2 separate regions of the Zea mays genome follow, and region 2 is linked to region 1. The links are chromatin contacts, called in public Hi-C maps. All regions are on one chromosome and are shown on one strand. The core of a region is the stretch at or near the end of the contact, and the rest is flanking DNA. Distances in the headings are between cores, read along the strand shown.

Region 1 (6,786 bases), core at 3,976-6,475:
CCCTCCGGCGACTAAAGGAGCCTGTCGCTGAGACAGCACAGAAGGCACGAGCCGGCCTTCCCCGGGGATCTCCAGGGTAACGCGCCTCCATATCGTGGTCTCCCCGAACAGCCTGAAGGTATGACTTCTTGTGGAGCAGGGGCGGCTGACCAAGTGAAAAATCCTGTTGCTGGTCCTGGTACTTATGGAGGCAGACGGGCGATGGCGCCAATTTCTGGTAGGTGGAGCTCCTTGAAGACTGTTCGGCTGGTTGAGGAGTGCAGCGAGCAGCATTGAATGTTTCCTGATAACCTTTTTTGCTGCAAGTCCACGCCCGGTGTCTGGATTGCAAGCACCTCCAACAGCGAGTAGGGGTCGAGCATTGGAAGGCATGGTGTTCTGGTGAGAGGCAGTTGTAGCATTTACCCTTGAGCTTCAATTTGAAAAGACTAGTGCCCTTCGCGTCCAATTGATGGTTTTGTGGAGCTCTCTCAGGATGCTTCAAGATCTTGCGCCACCAGAACCGTGGCCGAACAACTGACCAGCCATCAACGTTGACATTGGATGCGACAGGGGGAGGTTGTCCGCTCAAACGCGGCGCAGCAGAAGACCCTCCAGCATGCCGAGGGGGAGGAGGACAGCCCGACTTCAAAGCCCCTTCCGCATTGTGAGAGAAATGGTAGCCCGGCGAGTAGACAGTATCCCCTTCGAACCTGTCAGACGCCAGGATACGCGGCAATGAAGTCGGACAGAGAGGATCTTCGAGTGACGTTTGCGCCGAACACTTTTCTGTACCAGATCTTGACAATGGAACCGTCCTGGCTGTTGAAACGGGGTCGCCGCCTCCCGTGACCGACCAAAGCAGGTCCGATTGAGGAGATGGATCAGCAGGGGCGCAGAGGGGGAGATCTTGGGCGTACTTGCAAGGATCCTCACTGCCAAGTGGTGGGGGGCCTGGAGGTTGGACCGCGAACTTACCGGATCCAGAGGAGCATGGAAGGACTGGTGGCCGAACACCGAAACCGCCGCGCTGGGTGCCGACCGGAGTCCGCCGAGAGAGGGAGCGCGATCCCACCGCGAGGAGCGGGAGAGAGCCCCCCTCCTCACCGGAGCCGGGTGGGCGGAGGAACGGAGAACGGCGGCGTCGTTCGCCCCCATCGCCTCCTCAATAGTCCCGCCGATTCTGACCATTCAAATCTAGATCTTTGCCAAATCACACCACTACATACTTGGCTATCCCCAAATCATCAGCATTTTGCACACAAGCACCTACCTCGAAGAACTATATCAATGACTCAAAAAACTGGTGCAACAAAATGGAAATGTAGGTAGCAGAAAAATAAGCGTATATACCAGCCTTTTCTTCCTCCTAACGCTAGCTTTTGATTGACTGAAAACGCCATGACACATGGTGACCACGGAATCGACGTCTCCATTGCTGACAAGTTTCGAAGAGCCAACTACGACTACCTCTAGGCAAGATGGCACCGCTAACTGGTAATAGACAAGATATCCCTGAGCACTAGCAAGATGGAGGAACGTCAACGCAGGACGCGTCAGCGCCGGTGAACGTGACCATTACCGTGTGAAGGTACGACACGTGTTTCCTTTTCCTCCTGAACCTCTCCAGATTATAAGGGTGTTAGAGATCTTTCAAGCACATGTAGACCTGATGATGGCCCACCTGACTTGTCCAAAAAAAACTCGACCTGACCTGACCAATGCGACGAGAGTGGGTATGAGCTATAGTTTTTGACCCGCAACACCATGGGACAGGTACAGACCGCGATTTTTGACCCAAAAACTCGATCCAAAGCCAAAAAAACTCCTGACCCGACGTGTACAATCAAGAGACAGGACCAACCCGACCCGATCGGATACTATGGAACGGGTGCTTGAACGGGTCTAATCACATGTGATCTGACTCGATGTTTGAACGGGTCTAATCACATGTGATGTGTGTCCCCGTGTACGTGCACGAACGAACATTTGAGATTAATTTTAATATTGTTGATAACTCTGAATTTGGGCAAAGTCCGTATTCCAACAACAAACTCGATCTCTTAGCTTTGATGGCCCAAAGAAAGTCTGCTGTTTGTCTCCCTTTTTACTACACTCATGAACCATGATGTAGCGTGCCTAGCGTAGCTACCGCGTTCTTAAAAAATAAAAACCTTTTGAAGCCACACGCAGACACCCAATCTTCTTCGGGTATTTTAAGCTGGTAATGTTTAGGCAGAGACACCCGCCACTTGCAAATGAGACCAAGTTTAATAATATAGTCTACAGTGGGTTTATAGTGTTGACATGTCACATAATAGCCAACTATAAGCTTTCACATATAATAACTTATTTAATAGCAAGTATAAACTCATCTTACAACACACCTACACCATCTTATAGCAAGTATAAACTCATTTAATATGGAATCTTCAAGAGGTTAATTGAAAATATACAAGAGATGAGCTCTTTGTAGACTCGTCTCTAAACTGTCTCTTGTCCTTAAAAAAACTGATATGGGTTTTAAGGCTGTACATGACCTTATTATATTTGATCTAATCAATTAGACGGACCAGTTTCACGATAGATTTTTTAACGGACGGGAGCACGGTACTATTCACTGCAGTATTATATGGCCGGACGGGTCCCATCCCCATGCTGTGACTCTGCATGCGAGGACGGGAGGAGGCGCCTGCACTGCATGACTGCAAAGCAAGCAAGCAAGCAAGTCAGTCCAATGGCAACTGGCAAGGCGATCGATTGATGGAGCACATGCACACGCAGCGATCGTATTCGTCTTCCAGTGCATGGACATGGACCCGTTTTTCTCCATACGCGATCATACGCTAGCAGAGCAGCGAATAAGCAAGTCCATCCGCATGCAGACGGGAGACGAGGGGGGGAACCAAGGTCGCGCGCGCCGCGTTCCTGGATGTCCTGCCGGCGGGGAGCACGTCGATGCCCTGCTCGCCTGATCACGCTGTTGCGCTGTCGACCGATCGACCGACGAGGGAAACTTTTCGCTGCGTGCAGCAGGAGCAGCACCACCCACCCACGCCAATCACCGATGTGGGGGGTCTGTCTGGATCTCCTCCGGATGTCGACGGCGCATGCGTGTCGCCGCCGGCCCGGAATACAGTCGCTAGGCGAGCAAGATAGCCTTTTTACTAGCCGTTGGGCATGCCGGATCAGCTAGCGGTGCAGTGTGCTCATTACCGGGGCACGTGTTGTATGCCTCTGCGCAGCAGGCTGCAGAGGTTTTGTTCGCCCGCCCTGTGTGCTACGCCGCGATGAGCGTTGAGCTGCTTGCGACGAGCGAGTTCAGGTTGGAATTCGCTACCAGTGCAGGTGCTCACCGATTACGTACTGAGCTGATCGAGCAGCAGCAGTGAACATCCACACACGCTAGCCGATAGGCTCTCGGTCCTCTTGAGAGCTGTGTGGGGGACTGGGGGGTATCGTACTATCTACGGCTACTATGGGTGAACCGACGGATGCGAATTGAATCCTCGTCTGCGCAGCTGCCCCCGCCGTGCACAGGGGCAAGGCTCTTGACTCTCTCTGGCAGCGCCGCGGCACAGTTCAAGCAGAGAGATATAATGCACAGCATCGGCTAGTAGTACCCTGCTAGCCGATGCGTGCCCGGCCGGCCGGCCGAGTGGCCTGCTGGCAAAGCGGAAATCATGGCGTTTCCCCTTGCCGTGCCTCAGGTGACTAGGTGAGCCTACAAGCCAAGAGCAGGCGAGCAGCCATGGCTGGATGCTCCTGTCCTGCGTCGGTCGCTGCACTGCACCACCTCGCCTGCACGCGCACGCACGGCACGGGAAAGGGGGAGGGCATGATGAGGGAAAGCCGGCCGGAAAGGAGTCCTCGATCGAGTTTGGGCTGCAGTGAAAGAAGAAAAAAAAATTGTCCACGGATTCGGCCTGGGCCGCCCGCCCTGACGCCCTGTTTATGAGCTTGGCTGCTTGGGCACCACTGACAGGCATTTGCTGCACTGTGACGAGCAGTACCCCCTGCTGCTGCTGCTACCACCACCAGCATTTACCCTGCTGCTGGCGATGGCGAGTGTACACGGTGAAGAGCAAGTGCATTTCACCTCTCTCAACTACCGCGTCTCTGCCACAGATCGGAGTTTGATGCGTCCACGTCCAGCTATAGGCAGCTGTGTGCTAGTAGTGTACGAGTAGGCAGGCACGAATTCAACCCTTGTCTGTTGTTCGCCCCCCTGCTTCTGAAGCTGCATGGCTTTCCTGCATTTCCACCCCCGGCTCTCCAGAGGTCATCAGAGCCTGAGAGCAGGCGATAAGACTCCTCGCTCCGCACCTGGACGACGTGGACGATGCACATGCACATGCACGGGGCGTGGCCTCTAGCGCGCTCGGAACCAGCGAGGAGCGATGGAGATCGTACTGAAGAGTGCGTGCGTGTGATACGATCATACGAGGAGAGGGGGTCAATTACTTCCGTGTGGTCACGTCGTCACTGCGCCATCTCCCAAGATGAGCGCGCGCCATGAAAGTGATGAGAGGGAGAGCACGGAGGAGTTACTGTGCTTCACGCCGGAGCTGAGCTGTTGAATGCCAGCTGCCGACCGGCACAGCACACAGGAGCAGCGGGCCGGGGGGGAGCTCTTAAACGCCGGGATTCATGGCGAACCTAGCCGATGTGACCTCACGGGTTTACTGCCGGCGGTACGGCGTAGCTAAGCTACGCTACACGGATTTGGATTGGATTCGGTGCAAGCTCGGATTGTTGGATCGGACTCTCTCAGATGAAAATCAATCAACCATCCTCCCTGCGAGTTGCGTTGGCGCCTGCAGCGGTAGATGGCGTCAATGCATGTGCGCTGGCCGCTGTGCAGGGCTACTCTAGCTCTCTGCTGAGATCTTGTTTTCCTAGTTCATGCCGTATGCAATACTTTTGCATACACCGTACAGCACGTCTGTACAGTACTGTGCTGTGTACCGGCTCAACGACTGTTGCCCTCTCTATCTCTCTCACTCTCTAAGCCCTACTGCATCTCTGCATGTTTGGCCAATGCTGTCGACACTCCGACGATGTCAAACGTTTAAGAGTAGACGAAACGGGCCCAGATCTAGATAAATGGGCTAGGAGCCCACGTAGAGTTGTGCGTGCTGGCTGTGTGTGTGGGAAAGAAAAATAGGGCTGGGATAAGGAGCCGAGAGAAGGCCGTAACCGTAACTGACTTAAACCGGCCCGGCCCCATGGAACGAGTTGGCAGTTGACAAAGCTGTCTGGGGATCTGGGCTCCAAGCGTGACGTGTGGGCCCTACGCTTCGTGATGCGTTGCGCACTTGCGCTTCCCGAGTCTCTCGGGTAGTCGGGTCGGGTGGGTGGGATGCGGGAAGATGGCCGTGGGTGCTTTCGAATTGGAGCCTGCCTAGCTGGACTGCTGGACAATAGAATTGTCGAATCGAATAGGGAGGCATGTGCAGTGCACGTCAAATCGGCAACGGACACACGAGACTACGAGAGGACGCGCTTTTCTGCAGCTGGTAGACAGACCCAGCTGATTGATGGTTGGTAGAGAAAGAGAGCTGGTGAGCTGATAAGCGCCTAATGTGAAGGCCTAAACCCTGTTGAGAACTACGTTACCACGTATCACTAGATTCGCTCCCTTTCCTCCCGTCAGCAGTAGAGGCGCGAGAAGATGTGGAAGACCCGTCTCCCTACCCAGAATCACGATAGAGAGCACACGAGATACATGATGTAGGGTTGGGTCTCTGGCCTCTTTCTCTTCTCTGTATTATGAGGAGGTGTACATGTTCCTTATATAGTGATGTGAGACCCCTCAGGGGCAAAGCCGATATTTGTCCACATAACCCTAACTAGAGTTACTTAACACTCCCCCTTTGGCGAATACCGCGACCAACACATGCCTCGTTAAAACTCCGAAAAACCCAGTGGTAAAAACGTGGAGAAAGAGTGCATGGTAATACAAATTGCATTTGCACTTTGTTGCCTCATTAAAAACCCCATGTGAGAAACTTCAAGAAAACTCACTAAGGGAAAAAGAGTACAACAACTGTCATCGGGACAGATTTCGATCCTTTCGGATCTAGATTCTATCGAATCTTCTACAAGGGCTAACTTTAGAAATGTGCTCCCCTGATCCTTGCAAAACTATATCAATAAGGCAAAACATCTTCTTCTCGAAGTATATGCACATAAATATTTAGCAAACGGATTGCATATCCTTGTAAGGACTATTTCAGGAACTTTACCTCTACTCACTTCTAGGATATACGAGGTAAGTGCACGTATCAATATAAATAAGCCACTTTGACTGATGGTGTTCGATCGACTAGATCTATATATTTGATAGAAAGTTCCATAAAGGTTCACATATTGATCATCAAGCTCACGCCTTCAGGGCATAGAATATGACATTTATTGTCTCACGATTGTGATCAATATAAACATTCGCTCCCCCTGACAATGACATCTGTCAAAGTCGTTATCCCTCGTAACTCAAGCATATTCTTCAAGATATATGTCTCATTGTTCATCTGGAATAACGAGAATCGATGAGGTTGGGGTGCTATCATTTTCTATCTTACACCACAATTTATACATCGTTGTGCAAAGCAAATAACATGTCCTTCAATAGGACTTAGGGGATAATATAGTTGCAATAGTACATATTCTAAATATGACACATCGCTCCAGGCGTTCATCCTTTGCAACATCTATGATGGTGTAACAAAAGTCCATCAAAGATCGTAATCCATCAGGGATTTTTCATCGATCAGATATATCGTTATAGTCTGTCATTCTGGCACA
Region 2 (6,749 bases), core at 1,361-3,860, 83 kb after region 1:
GGATTGCTATAATGAAATTGGTCGCGAGCGCACACCGTACTTAGAAGCCAATGATGCACAAACATTATCTGAATATCTGAGAAATAAACAAGTCGAGGACCCAACATTTTTTTATGCAGTTCAAGTGGACAAGGAAACTGGTCATATAGCAAATTTCTTTTGGGCAGATGGTCAGTCTATCATGGATTACAAATGCTTTGGTGATGCTGTGTCCTTTGACACCACATTTCAAACAAATAAGTTTGAAATGCCTTTTGCTCCAATTCTTGGCACCAATCATCACAAGCAAACAATAATTTTTGGGTGTGCACTTATGTTCAATGAGACTATTCCATCATTTGTTTGGCTATTTCAGACCTTTCTAACAGCAATGTCCGGGAAGCACCCAAGCACAATTTTCACAGATCAAGACGCAGCAATGGCAGCAGCAATTGCTCATGTATTCCCAAACACAGCTCACCGCCTATGTTTGTGGCATATTGGCCAAAATGCTGTCAAACATCTTGGTCCTATAATTAAAGCGACAGAGGACGAGGTAGAGGACAAGTCAGGTAACAAGTTTTGGGCAGATTTCAAAAGTTGTATCTACGAAGACCGAGAAGAGATTTACTTCACACAGAAATGGCATGAATTGTTGGCTAAATACAACCTTGAGGATAACAAATGGATGTCAAACCTATATGATTTGAGGGCAAAGTGGGCTGCGGTACACCGTGACTCATTTACAGCAGACATTCACTCGACCCAAAGGAGCGAAGGTATGAACAATGTCTTCAAGAAAAGATTTCGTAGGAAACTCGGTCTTTCAGAACTCCTTGTAGAATGTGAAAAAGTTGTAGTTGATCTAAGATCAAATGAGACGGATCCTTTCAGAAATCCACTTTTATTATGCAAACATGCTCTTAGAGTCTACAATATGAATGGAGTATATAATTTGCCATCCCAATATATACTGCCTAGATGGACAAAGTATGCTAAAAGTGGATTTTATATTGAAAAAAAACAAGGAACCGAGGAGGGAGATTTGAAAACACAGGCAGCACTTATATCTCGACAGGCCACAACTCTTGCATTGAAGTGTTCGTCATCAAAAGAACTTCTTGATAAGTTGCAGAAAGCCATGTATGACTTGAACTTGGAAGCAGATACTTATCTAAGTGAGATGCATGAAAAATCCAATGAGATTCCCCCTACTCCAAATGAATGTGTCCGACAACCACTAAATGGTGTAATATCATTCAAAATCCCTCCAGTCATAAAAGGTCCAAAGCAAACACGTTTTAAAAATGTTCTTGAAAAGAACCCAGGGAAGAAGAAGAAGGGTGCCCGGAAGAAAGGTAGGGACCTGTTCAATATCTTTTGCTCATGTGTATTTTTTTTCTAATATTGTATTATCATATATATTGCATTTGTAGGTGACGGTTTGGAACATGTTGATATCGAAACAAGAGACGAACATGCTGATGCAAACCTAATTGTAAGACATTAGCTATTTTCACGATTTATTCCATTACAACCATGAATTTTGAACACTTTCTTGTACTATATACAGGATTTTAATGTTGGTGCATCTTCAACCATGAATGCTCCTTTCGTCCAAGGTGGATATGCTAATGTCACAATGCCCCAGTTCAATTTATTTGCAAATCCTTCTGCAATGGCTCCTCCATACATACCAGGAGGGTACACAAGTCTCTTAATGGGAGTTGATCAAGATGATACAACGCAAGCTGCTGTTAGGAAGTTACATTTTGATGAATCTATGTAGACATGTTCTCATGAAATGAACCATAATGTTTTGTAAACATGAATTTATTTTGCTGTCATGAAAGTAATCATTTTGGATATTTGGTTTCCCAACATTAATTTATCTTGGCTGTGATTTCGTCAGCACTGGACAGCCTGGACGCCAGACTTAGGAAAATTCTAAGTCTAGGCTGCCTGACCACAGTGATGCTCAGGGAAGTTTGCAATTATTTTGTGAGCAATTTTCTTTGTAGGGCAGCAGGTTTTGTTGATGATAAATAAGGTCTGGAAGTCAAGGTTTAACATGGTTCAATTGGTTGGAATAGTAAAAGATGGTTACTAATTCTAATCGAAGCCCAAAGTTGGAACTTTGTCACTGTTTCGGAGTGTTCTGACGAAACTGAATCGCTCGGGAAACTGCAAAAGCCGAGCTGCTGAGCCAGAAACGGAGCAGCGACGGCTGCTGAGCCAGAAACGGAGCCGCGCGCTGCAGCGGAACGGTTGGGAGCCGAGGTCAAGCCGAGCGGAAGCGCGTCGATGCGCCAGAAACTCAAGCGTGGGAGGCCGGTGGTCCGATCGCGAACGGACGTCGATGTGCGGGGGTGCGCACGCCGTCCCTGGTGCGCGAGGCGCGCACGCAATTTTCTTCCACCTGGGCTGGGGCGGCTGGGCGGCACGCCGCTGAAACGGTCTCCAACCCCACTGGGCAACTGCAACTGCCTGCGCCAGCGCCCCCCTCGATTGAAATCTCGCCGCCAGTTCGGTCGCAGTCGCACCGCAGCCGTCTTCTCCTTCCCTTCCCTCCTCGCTAAAAAGCCAACGCAACCGCTTCTCCTCCTCCTCCTCCGCCTCCTCCCTCCTCAACTCACCCCAGCACGCCTCAGCCCGCATTCCGCCACCCACGCGACTGATCGACCGACGACTTCCCCATTCCCGCCCCGCAACCCGCAGGGCTCTGGGTTCGGAGGAACCGAGGGCGGGGGACCTCCGACCGGGCCGGGCGACATGTTGGGCGACCTCCTCTCCAGGATCCTCCTGTAAGCTCCCCCCCCTGCCGGCGGTGTTTTGGTTCTCGCCATACGTACGTACTTTGGCGACGCGTGCGGCGTGCTGATTCCGGAACCGACGCGCGTCGGTCGCCTGCGTGCAGGCTCCTGTTCGGCTACGCCATGCCGGCGTTCGAGTGCTTCAAGACGGTCGAGGCGCGCCCCAACGACGCCCGCATGCTGCGCTTCTGGTGCCAGTACTGGTGAGCCCCGTGTCCCCTCCCTCGCATCGCTCACTATCCTTGACGGGGATCCAAATTCACATTCGGATAGGCCTCGTTTGGTAGGGATCCAAATTCTTGCGGAAATGTTCCGGATAGCGAATCGGAGTCACTAGATCATTTGCCTAACGGAATTTGAACCACTGTGAATTCACATTCGGAACCGTTTCGGCCTTCCAAACGGCTCCTTCGTGGCTAAACGGATTCGGGTGTTGTCGGTTGGGAAGCAGCTGCGCCCACCTGGAGATTAGCCAGGACCAGGAGCGTTAGCCTGTTCGGTGGGGTCAGGGCGTCGCCGGTGTACAAAAGGCGAAGCTGTAACCGGTGAAAGGGTATGAAATAGACGAATAGATGATAGCTGAATCTCTGAATCTTGCGTTGCTTCTTCTGAACTTTCCGTTCTGTTCTCGCTGACTCGTCTTCCTCCAACTCCAACTCCACGGTTCAGTCAATTCATGACTCTGAGGGCGAGTAATCGCCGCCAGGATTCTGTTTGAACCATCCCGCGTGCCTACCCGATTTGCTCTTGTTGCTCCCGTATCGTCTGCTCACCAGCCTGCGCGGCCGGTGTGTTACCATTACCAACTGTGTGATGCGTGCGGCGTGCCGTGCTTTTTTTCCCCCTTTATTTACTATTTTTTCGGACGTAGCGTGAGATTCAGGGCTTGCTTAATACTGTACTACTTGATGCAGACTTTAGCTCACCCACCTTAACCTTTTCCATCCCTAACATAACATAACATAACATGACCTGGAACTGTTTTTTTTCGAAAAAAGAAAAGGTTTCTCTACAGGCAAAAAGATCATGCGAAATGATTGTGCCCGCTTTATTTCTGCCTCCCTTTAGTTCTTCAGTTGCAAGCTTGGTCGTGGTGCGTTAATAGTTGGATGTTAGGTGGACGACTGGATCATGACACCTCAATCCTGCATTCCACCAATAAGCAGTGTTAATCAGAGGGTCCTTACCCATTCCTCAGCCTTTTGCCCTTATTGTCAATGATGAGTGCCGGCTCTAATTTATTTTAGGATTGGTAAAATCGGGCAAGCTCTGTTCTAGTTTCAGGTTCGTACCTTCTGCCACCTGAAAATTGCCACGAAAACTGCAAGTTGTGAGAATCTGCTTTTGTGCGGTTTTGTCGGTTATAACCAACACTATGGATTGGATCAGGGTTTGCGTGCAATCAATGACTGAGGCAAGCACAGGAAAATATCTAAACGTTATTGCCACTAGTTATAACTTACCATGGTTTTACACCCTATCTGATTTGGTAGTTACTAATTATTATGGTGGTGGTCTTGCCTATTGACTATTTCAAGTTTTGACAAAATTTCTTACTGCCAGAATTGGCTTGCCTCTTGTGGTTTAGGGTTCCTTCTGTCTCACATGCCTCGTAAGGGATTCCAGCCAATCTTCTAGAATTGCACATAATTTTATTTGCAAGGTTATAAATTTGCCCAGCTTCTTGTATTATGCAGATGCATGCTTAATTTATGTTATGTAAATGACCTCTATCTTGCCCTTTTAATTTCCTACTATGAAAACTCGGATTCCATTTACTGTTTAAATCAAATAGAATTGGTAGCCATTACTTGGTGTATGTTTGTACACATCACAAGACATGGCAATAAGAAGTAATTTGAATGCCACTTACCCTAGGAATGCAGATAGTTACATTTCCTATACACCCTCATTTAAATTTGAGGATTCAATCAGCATATTTGCCTTTTCATAGTTTTGACTCATAGCAATGCATCACATAAAAATTGAATCACTTCTTTCCTTTTCTCTATCTTGTTTGTTAAAGCCTCAAAGGAAAAAAAACTATGGAAATTATTGCATGCCATTGTAACCTACTCAAATTCATTCAGCAAATTAATTATTGTTCAATTGTGCATTTTATATCCAGCATCTCAAATATTGTACTTTTGGTACATGGGATGTGTGATTCAGAAAAGAACCATTGAATTAGCTACATATATGCGTTACAAGACTAGAACCTGTGTTATTTTATTGTCAAGGTACACACCTTACTTGACTATTGAATGGCCAACATATTTTCCGACGAAATAGACTACATGCTCATAAAATACTTTACCTTATTAATAATGCCAATTTGATTGTTCGTTTAGTTACTTCTCACTATCTCTTACGTATGAAGGTTGTCTTTTTTTGCAAGATGAATGTGTCCTGACATGTTATTTTATCTCTGTAATCAGACATGAGCATGACTACGCTTGGTCATGACCAACTAAAATATGGAAGGTTTTTAGACTACCATATTTTTTTAATCTAGTCCGTTGACCAATCAGAATGAGAGACCAATTCAAAGTCACCCTAAGAAATGACGCAGATGTTGGTTTACCTAATCCACCGTTGACTATACCATGAAGCCATCATATGAAGCTTCATATGGACTGCAGAGTTGGTTTCCCTACACACGAAGTTTTTTCCTCTTTAAGATATGGCATTTCACGAAAGGGTCTCTAGCGTAATGGTTAAGGCTTCCGAGTAGCACCTCCAAGTCCCGGGTTCAATCCTCGGGAGCGAATTTCGGGCTTGGTTAAAAAAATTCTCTTGTTGTGCCCCATCAACTCCCTGGGTTACGTCCTGGTTGCCACCCTCCGGTTGGGCCATTGCAGAGTGGGAGGTGACGGCCCGCTAGTGATGAGGGGGCAGTGTTTGGGCATTTTCTCGACCGAGACCATATTTCGGTCTCTTCTTAATATAATATACGGACCCCCCCCCCCCCCCCCCCCGCGCGCGGCCGAGTGTTTTTTTAAAGATATGGCATTTCTGGCTTATACTAGCAGATTACAAGCCCCATAGCTGCATAGCAACCAGATATGCCTTACTGACTTTTTCCCCATCCCTCAGAAGTTTCTTTTGATGAATGGTGGAGCAAGCTTACAAGAAGCTTCCATAACATAGATATAACATTGAAACAAAACCTCAACCACGTAAACAGGTGGGCATGCTAGCTACCATCGTGCCAAGATGATTGCTCATCATGAAAGTTCATGTGTGTGCTGGTATTTGTGACTGTAGCCACAGGTGGGAGCTGAGCTGCTTTGTGCACATGTTTGTTGTGCATGCAATGATTGTGCTTGGCCCTATAAGTATTTCCCATTTCTATATTTGTCATTGATGATTTTGGTACAATGCCAGTCAGTAGGTATCAGCAGCATTATCTACTTTGAGTTGGAAAAGGATTATGTTGTCCCTATTAGTTGGAATGACTTGGATTTCTGATACAGTGAAAGGTTGATTGGGCTAAAAAAAATGTTTATCATCTAGTTGCAAATGTGTGCAGTTGCTTTTTGATGTTTGGAACTCTTTTGAAACAACTAAGGGAAATAGTTTATTACAAAGCTGGTTATTTCTGTCAAATGTATACCTGTTGGGGTGGTTAAACCATCATCCACATGCTTTAACATAGCATTTGGATTTTGGAATAAACCACCATCCGCATGCTTTAACGTTGCATTTGGAATAGGATGTTAAATTCCAGTTAAATGTGAAAAAACATGACCATGTACTTGCAGAGGGGACTTTGTTCATGGCAGTCTTTTGTGGAACGAGGTATTCATATTTAGTATTCATAGTCAATGGTCATGATGTGTGTTCTTAATGGTCAAAAAGATTAAATTGAACATAAGAACATTTTTCCACTAAAGAAAGATCCAGTGGAACATGAATCGCTTTATTTGCTTGAATTTATATAATTGTTACTAGGTG

What was found. A called contact is a pair of places that touch in the nucleus more often than the background predicts.
Region 2: a Hi-C map of leaf shows a contact between it and region 1, with 4 times the contacts expected there. The contact joins the promoter of LOC100272804 here to the enhancer-like site in region 1. A contact is called at or near these places in 5 of 25 Hi-C or Micro-C datasets (bundle sheath, ear, leaf and 2 more).

Annotation. Positions count from the first base shown.
Region 1 is chr10:6,113,201-6,119,986 of Zm-B73-REFERENCE-NAM-5.0, forward strand. No RefSeq gene overlaps it. Among protein-coding and RNA genes, the nearest start is that of LOC103640777, 81 kb to the right of the region's middle. Within about 2 kb of position 5,226, at least 18 of the 20 cell types and tissues checked have an H3K27ac peak or open chromatin away from gene starts, as enhancers often do. A contact at or near this core is called in bundle sheath, ear, leaf and 2 more, where this site is marked.
Region 2 is chr10:6,198,453-6,205,201 of Zm-B73-REFERENCE-NAM-5.0, forward strand. LOC100272804 reads left to right here and starts at 2,611. Exons shown (of 6, transcript NM_001147257.1): 1 at 2,611-2,783; 2 at 2,897-2,995. The coding sequence starts at 2,752. It overlaps LOC103640777 (protein FAR1-RELATED SEQUENCE 5-like), which reads left to right. Exons shown (of 5, transcript XM_008664261.4): 3 at 1-1,337; 4 at 1,416-1,477; 5 at 1,553-1,890. The coding sequence ends at 1,768.